2 separate regions of the Sus scrofa genome follow, and region 2 is linked to region 1. A link is a contact called in public HiChIP or PLAC-seq data. All regions are on one chromosome and are shown on one strand. The core of a region is the stretch at or near the end of the contact, and the rest is flanking DNA. Distances in the headings are between cores, read along the strand shown.

Region 1 (2,712 bases), core at 66-2,565:
AATCCCCTGGCCTTGCTCAGTGGGTTAAGGATCTGGCATTGCCATGAGCTGTGGTGTAGGTCGCAGACACGGCTCGGATCCCGCATTGCTGTGGCTGTGGTGCAGGCTGGCAGCTGTAGTTCCGATTTGACCCTTAGCCTGGGAACCTCCATATGCTGCGGATGCAGCCCTAAAAAGACAAAATCAAAATAAATAAATAAGTGCAGAGATCAGAGAAGACCCTCCTGGAGAAAATAACCTTATAGATGGAGGACAAAGGACAAATTAGAGCTAGACACAATGGAGTGGGGTGGAAGGTATCTTTTTAAGGAGAGGGAAAGAAAATATGTGCAGAGGTCCTGGGATGGAAAAGAGCCAGCGTTGTTTCTTTGCAGATCTTGAATCTTCCTCCTTCCTGGGTCTCAGAGTGGACTAGACTCGCTCTGGAGATAGTCATGGGGACCAAATCATGGTGGTCTCATACATAAACAGGACTAGTCATTGGATCATATGTAGAGAAATAAATATGGAGACCAGAATGCCGATGGCCCAGGTATTTCTCTCCCTGTCGATAGATCTGTGTGAGAAGCTTGTTTATGCTTCTTAGGATTTGCTTTGTGATCCTGGTATCAGCCTTGGGCATTAGCTGCATGGTTCAGAGGCTCTCAGTCAATGGGTGTTGATGCACCCATCTGTGCAATATGGTGGAACTACTACCGGGAGTAGCTCAGCTAAATTTGAGGGCATGTCTCTTAAGTAGAACTGGACATTACATATTGATCACTGCCTTTTTCTGTTTTTGGTGCTGGGCATTCAGCTTCTGATTTGTAATTTATAATTTTTATGTGTCTAGTTTATTGCCAAGTCTTATGAATTCTGCTTCCTTAAATTCTCTTGAGTCTATCTTCTTCTTTGAATTCCCACTGTCTCTATAATCTCTTGCCTTTATTATGAACAGGACCTCCTAAATGGTCATATTGTCCCTCAGTTTTCTTCTCCAATCTCTTCTTTAAACTAAGGCCATGATGGTACTTGTACAAAGTATGATACAAATCTGTATCCTATGATGCTCTTCTTAAAACCCCTGAATGTCTCCGCATACCCTTTGGGTTGTATCAATTAAGGTTTTGATGGGAATTTGCCTCACGTGGTTCAGTGGGAGATAATGAAATTATTACTTGCAAATATACAGTTAGGGTTAAGGAGGGAAACAAGGAATGAGGAGGAGCCCAGAGAAGAGCCACAAGAGGATGATTTATCACTCCTGGGCCTGAAGGGACTAGGTGGAGGGTTATGTTATCTCCTCAAAGTGAGAGCTGGACTGGAGGCCAACGGGTGGAGCTTGAGTTGCAGAGGACACAGCTACTGCACTGCTGCAGATAAGACAGCCAAGCTAGGAGGGACTGTCGTGATCTTTCCTCCCTCCTGCCCACAGATGACCCACTGAAACTTCCTGTTATCCAGATCATATGGGAAACCAGCTGGCATCAGGCTTGGGTGATGCAATCTGCCAGTGGTTGGCTTGCTGGGGCACAGAGCCTAGGGGAGAAAATGGATCTGGGCAGGGGGAGGGGTGAGATATGGCAAATGATCAATAATTGGCTCAGGAAGTCATAAAAATAATGTCTAGTTTGCTGACAAGTTTTATTGTGAGGGTTAAATAAGGAGATGTTTGCGAAAATGGATTTTTTTCCCCTTTGTACAGCCACACGTGTGTCAAATGGAAGTTCCCAGGCTAGGGGTTGAATCTGAGCTGCAGCTGCCAGCCTAAGCCACAGCCACAGCAACCTTCACCGCAGCTTGTGGCAACCGCAGATCATTAACCCACTGATCGAGGCCAGGGAACAAACCCTCCTCCTCGCAGAGACTATGTCAGGTTCTTAACTCACTGAGCCATAATGGGAACTCCTGAAAATGGATTCTTAGTGAATTGACATCCTTTCCTATTTATCATAGCCCAGCTCCTTGTAGAGGGTAGATTATTAGTTCAATGTTTGTTAGACTAGGTCTATGTTCTTTCTGTGCCAATATATTATTATTATTATTTCCTAGATGGAGAAACTCAGTAAGGTTTGAGACTCTCTCTTGTATCCCAAAAGAAGAACTGCCTTTCTCATCAAGACTGGAGAGCTGTGATTCTTTTCCCTCCCTCTCCTTTTTATTAAAAAAAATTTTGATGGTAACTTTCAAATATATAAAAAATTAGAATAATACAGTGACTCTGTGTCTGTCACAGTGAAATGATCAAGACTGTGCTAATCATGTTTTATTCATTTCCTCTACCTTTTTTCTTGCTAGCATATTTTAAAACAATGCCAGAAATCAGTGCTTTTTACTGTATACCTCTTTATTTTTTTATTTTATTTTTTGGCCATACTCACGACATGCAGAAGTTCCCAGGCCAGGGACTGAACCCATGCCACAGCAGTGACAATGCCAAATCCTTAACCATTAGGCCACCAGGGAGCTCCTACTATATATCTCTTTAACCAACAAGCCCTTTTATCTTTTATAAAACCACTGTGCTGTTACTGCTGCTAATAAAAACAAACATAAACCTTTAATTGTAGCTAAAAAGCTGAGCCCCTGTCCAACTTTTTTTCAGTTATCTCGAGATGTCTTTTCTGGTTGGTTGGTTCATTTCAGCAACCAAACAAGGTCCCCACATCTCTAATTCCTTTTCGTTAAAATTCCAATCCAAACCAGTACCTCACAGGCAATGTTCTCTGTATC
Region 2 (2,818 bases), core at 41-2,540, 260 kb before region 1:
TTTTAAGGAAGATACCTCATCAAGTAGAGGAGAACACTGGCTAACAGAATTCACTATTTTTGTCCCTGTTGCCCTTGTTTTTAAGACTTGTCACTTGAACCTTCCCAACTCTTGACTTATTTCCCAATTTTTACCCCATCCTTCAAGGATGTAACAGTACATTATGAAATGTTCACATCCCAGCTGTAAACTTGATCTGTGAGGTTCTGTTTTTTTGTTTTGTTTTTTTGTTTTTGTCTTTTTAGGGCCACACCCGTGGCATATGGAGGTTCCCAGGCTAGGGGTCAAATCAGAGCTGTAGCTGCAGCCACGTGCTGAGACCTACACCACAGTTCAAGACAACGCCAGATCCTTTACCCAGTGATCAAGGCCAGGGATGGAACCTGTGTCCTCATAGATGCCAGATTCGTTTCTGCTGAGCCACGATGGGAACTCCCAATCTATGAGCTCTTAATACATACAAATAATCGAGTTTACCAACCTAATGCTTTTGGTTCCACATCTCAGAGTACAGTATATCTTGGTAAAAAGAATAGTCAGCCTTAATAGGAGGGGGATAGTAAGTTGTGGTAAAGACGAAAACACTAAAGAGCTTTCCTGGAAAGAAGTATTTATTTGCAAGGATAAAAGATAAAGAGGCTTTTTTTCTGTTGAGGTTTAGCATCTGTAATAAATGATGTGAAAGGTCCCCCCCCCCTTTCTCTGATCACTCTGGTTTTTTCTTCTCGGGCACAGATTTCCAGAATGTTGTAAAGAAAAAGGAGGGTCAAGGTTGACAGCATTGCCACCACACTGGTGGTCAGGAGAGGATTGTGCAAAAACTGAATTCTCTGGAGATGGCATTCCAAAAGGACTCAGTTTAGGAAATGCGTTGTTAAATAGTAATTAAAATCCAGAGAAGACGTGTATTTCTGTTCTGAAAATAAAACCATCCATTAGTTTTCTGTAACCTGAAAGGTTATTCGTAAAGAATACAAGATATAAATGTCTCTAATGAACTTGGCCTGGGACAGAATCTCTGTTCCTGAACAGTCCCCATTTGTACTTAGACAGGAAGGAGAGGGCTCTCCCCAAAGGTGACACACAGTTGAACTTGAGTCCTTCCTCAGGGTACGCCGCTTCTTCTTACTCCTCCCTTAAATGTTTCGGCCTTAAGGGTTTGGTTTCTAATCTTATTTTGCTGTGCAAGCTGCAAAATATCAGGCTTTTCTGACTATTCCTCTGCCTTCTGATTACCCTTTTAAGCAATGCTGATTGCAGGAAATTGCTGTGGTGCAGGGTGGGTGTCACAACACACAGTGATTAAAACCCGAATGTGTCATTCACTGCCTGATTGAAGCAATCACAGGGAGGGGCAGAGCAGATGAAAAACCTGCCAAATGTGCAGAGGGGGGCTGTTCCTCATCTGAATTTAAGGATTTTTAGTTAATCAAAACTTGTGGAGTTCCCATTGTGGCTCAGTGGAAATGGGTCTGCCTAGCATCCATGAGGATGCAGGTTTGATCCCTGGCCTTGCTCAGTGGCTTAAGGATCTGATGTTACCATGAGCTATGGCATGGGTTGCAGACACGGCTTGGATCCAGCATTCCTGTGGCTATGGTGTAGGCCAGTGGCTACAGCTCCGATTTGACCCCTAGCCTGGGACCCTCCATATGCCACGGGTGCGGCCCTAAAAAAAAGACGAAGTAAATAAAGAAAGAAAAGAAAGAAAAAGAATCAAAACTTGTGTGAGTAAGGCCTGTGTTTTCAGTCATTTTGTTTCATTCTGAGTCCTCAAAACTTCTGAGAAAGGTCTGGGTATCTGAACATTGTTTTCCTAGGAAAAGAAGATATATATACTTATGCACTATAGAATAGTGGTTCAGTGTATTAAGGGGAAAGACACTAGAATGTAAATAGGATGAACAGATGGGAAGAAAATGGGAAAGGCCCTAATAGCTCAGCCCTCAAGACTGCACCCACATCCCCCACACCTTGCCTCTCCTTCAGTTGTCACCCGGGCTTGACCCAGCAGCTGTAGATTAGAATAGCTCCCTCCTCAGGTTCAGTCAGTTTGCTCCAGTGGCTCCTAGAGTTCAGAGAAACATTTCCTTATGTTTATCTGTTTGTTATAAAGGATACAGGCTAGATGCAGAGGTGCACAGGTGAGGTATGTGGGAAGAGACTCGGAGCTCCCCTGTTCTCTGGGCGCGCCACAGCCCCTGTGTGCTCTTCTACCTGTTCACCACCCCAGAAGCTCTCTGAACACTGCCCTTTGGGGTTTTATGGAGGCTTCATTACATAAGCATCATTGACCGTCGTTGATTAAACACTATTACCAGCTTCTCTCCTCTCCCCAGAGATGGGAGGTTGGGCGGGCCAACAGGACTGAAAGTTCCAACCTCCAATCGTAAGGCTGAGTCCCCTAGCAACTAGTCCCCATCCTTAGGTTACCTAGGAGTGCCCCCAAAGCCCCCTAATTAGCATAACAAAAGACCTTTATGACTCTCACAGCTTAAGAAATTACAAGGATAATTTTAGAAGTACTAGGAATGGGGGTGAGGAACAAAAACATGTATTTCTTATTATAAATCACACTATCACCACTAAGCTATTTATATTATTTGGTTGTTCAGAAAAGTATTGGTCCTATTTGGGCATGGCCATTTGGGCTAGATACAGTGATCAGTATAGAAAATACAGCTAAATATTTGAAACTTGATACCTATCTAAATCACCACGACCAGTCCCATTCTCTTCCTATCTTCTATTTGTGCTTCCTGCGTGTGGCTGAGCTTGAAAGAGAGTGGGTTTGTGGATGCCCATTCCCAGGAGGCAC

The links. HiChIP or PLAC-seq counts read pairs in DNA pulled down with a chosen protein or histone mark.
Region 2: an H3K27ac HiChIP or PLAC-seq map of alveolar macrophages shows a contact between it and region 1. The contact joins two enhancer-like sites. A contact is called at or near these places in 4 of 47 Hi-C or Micro-C datasets (brain, embryonic fibroblasts, fibroblasts and 1 more) and 1 of 2 datasets of contacts at active chromatin or transcription factors (alveolar macrophages).

Annotation. Positions count from the first base shown.
Region 1 is chr9:39,335,459-39,338,170 of Sscrofa11.1, reverse strand. No RefSeq gene overlaps it. Among named protein-coding and RNA genes, the nearest start is that of LAYN, 31 kb to the right of the region's middle. Within about 2 kb of position 1,315, at least 5 of the 83 cell types and tissues checked have an H3K27ac peak or open chromatin away from gene starts, as enhancers often do. A contact at or near this core is called in alveolar macrophages, where this site is marked.
Region 2 is chr9:39,595,508-39,598,325 of Sscrofa11.1, reverse strand. The region is part of intron 9 of ALG9 (ALG9, alpha-1,2-mannosyltransferase); the gene reads left to right. Among named protein-coding and RNA genes, the nearest start is that of ALG9, 23 kb to the left of the region's middle. Within about 2 kb of position 1,290, at least 2 of the 83 cell types and tissues checked have an H3K27ac peak or open chromatin away from gene starts, as enhancers often do. A contact at or near this core is called in alveolar macrophages, where this site is marked.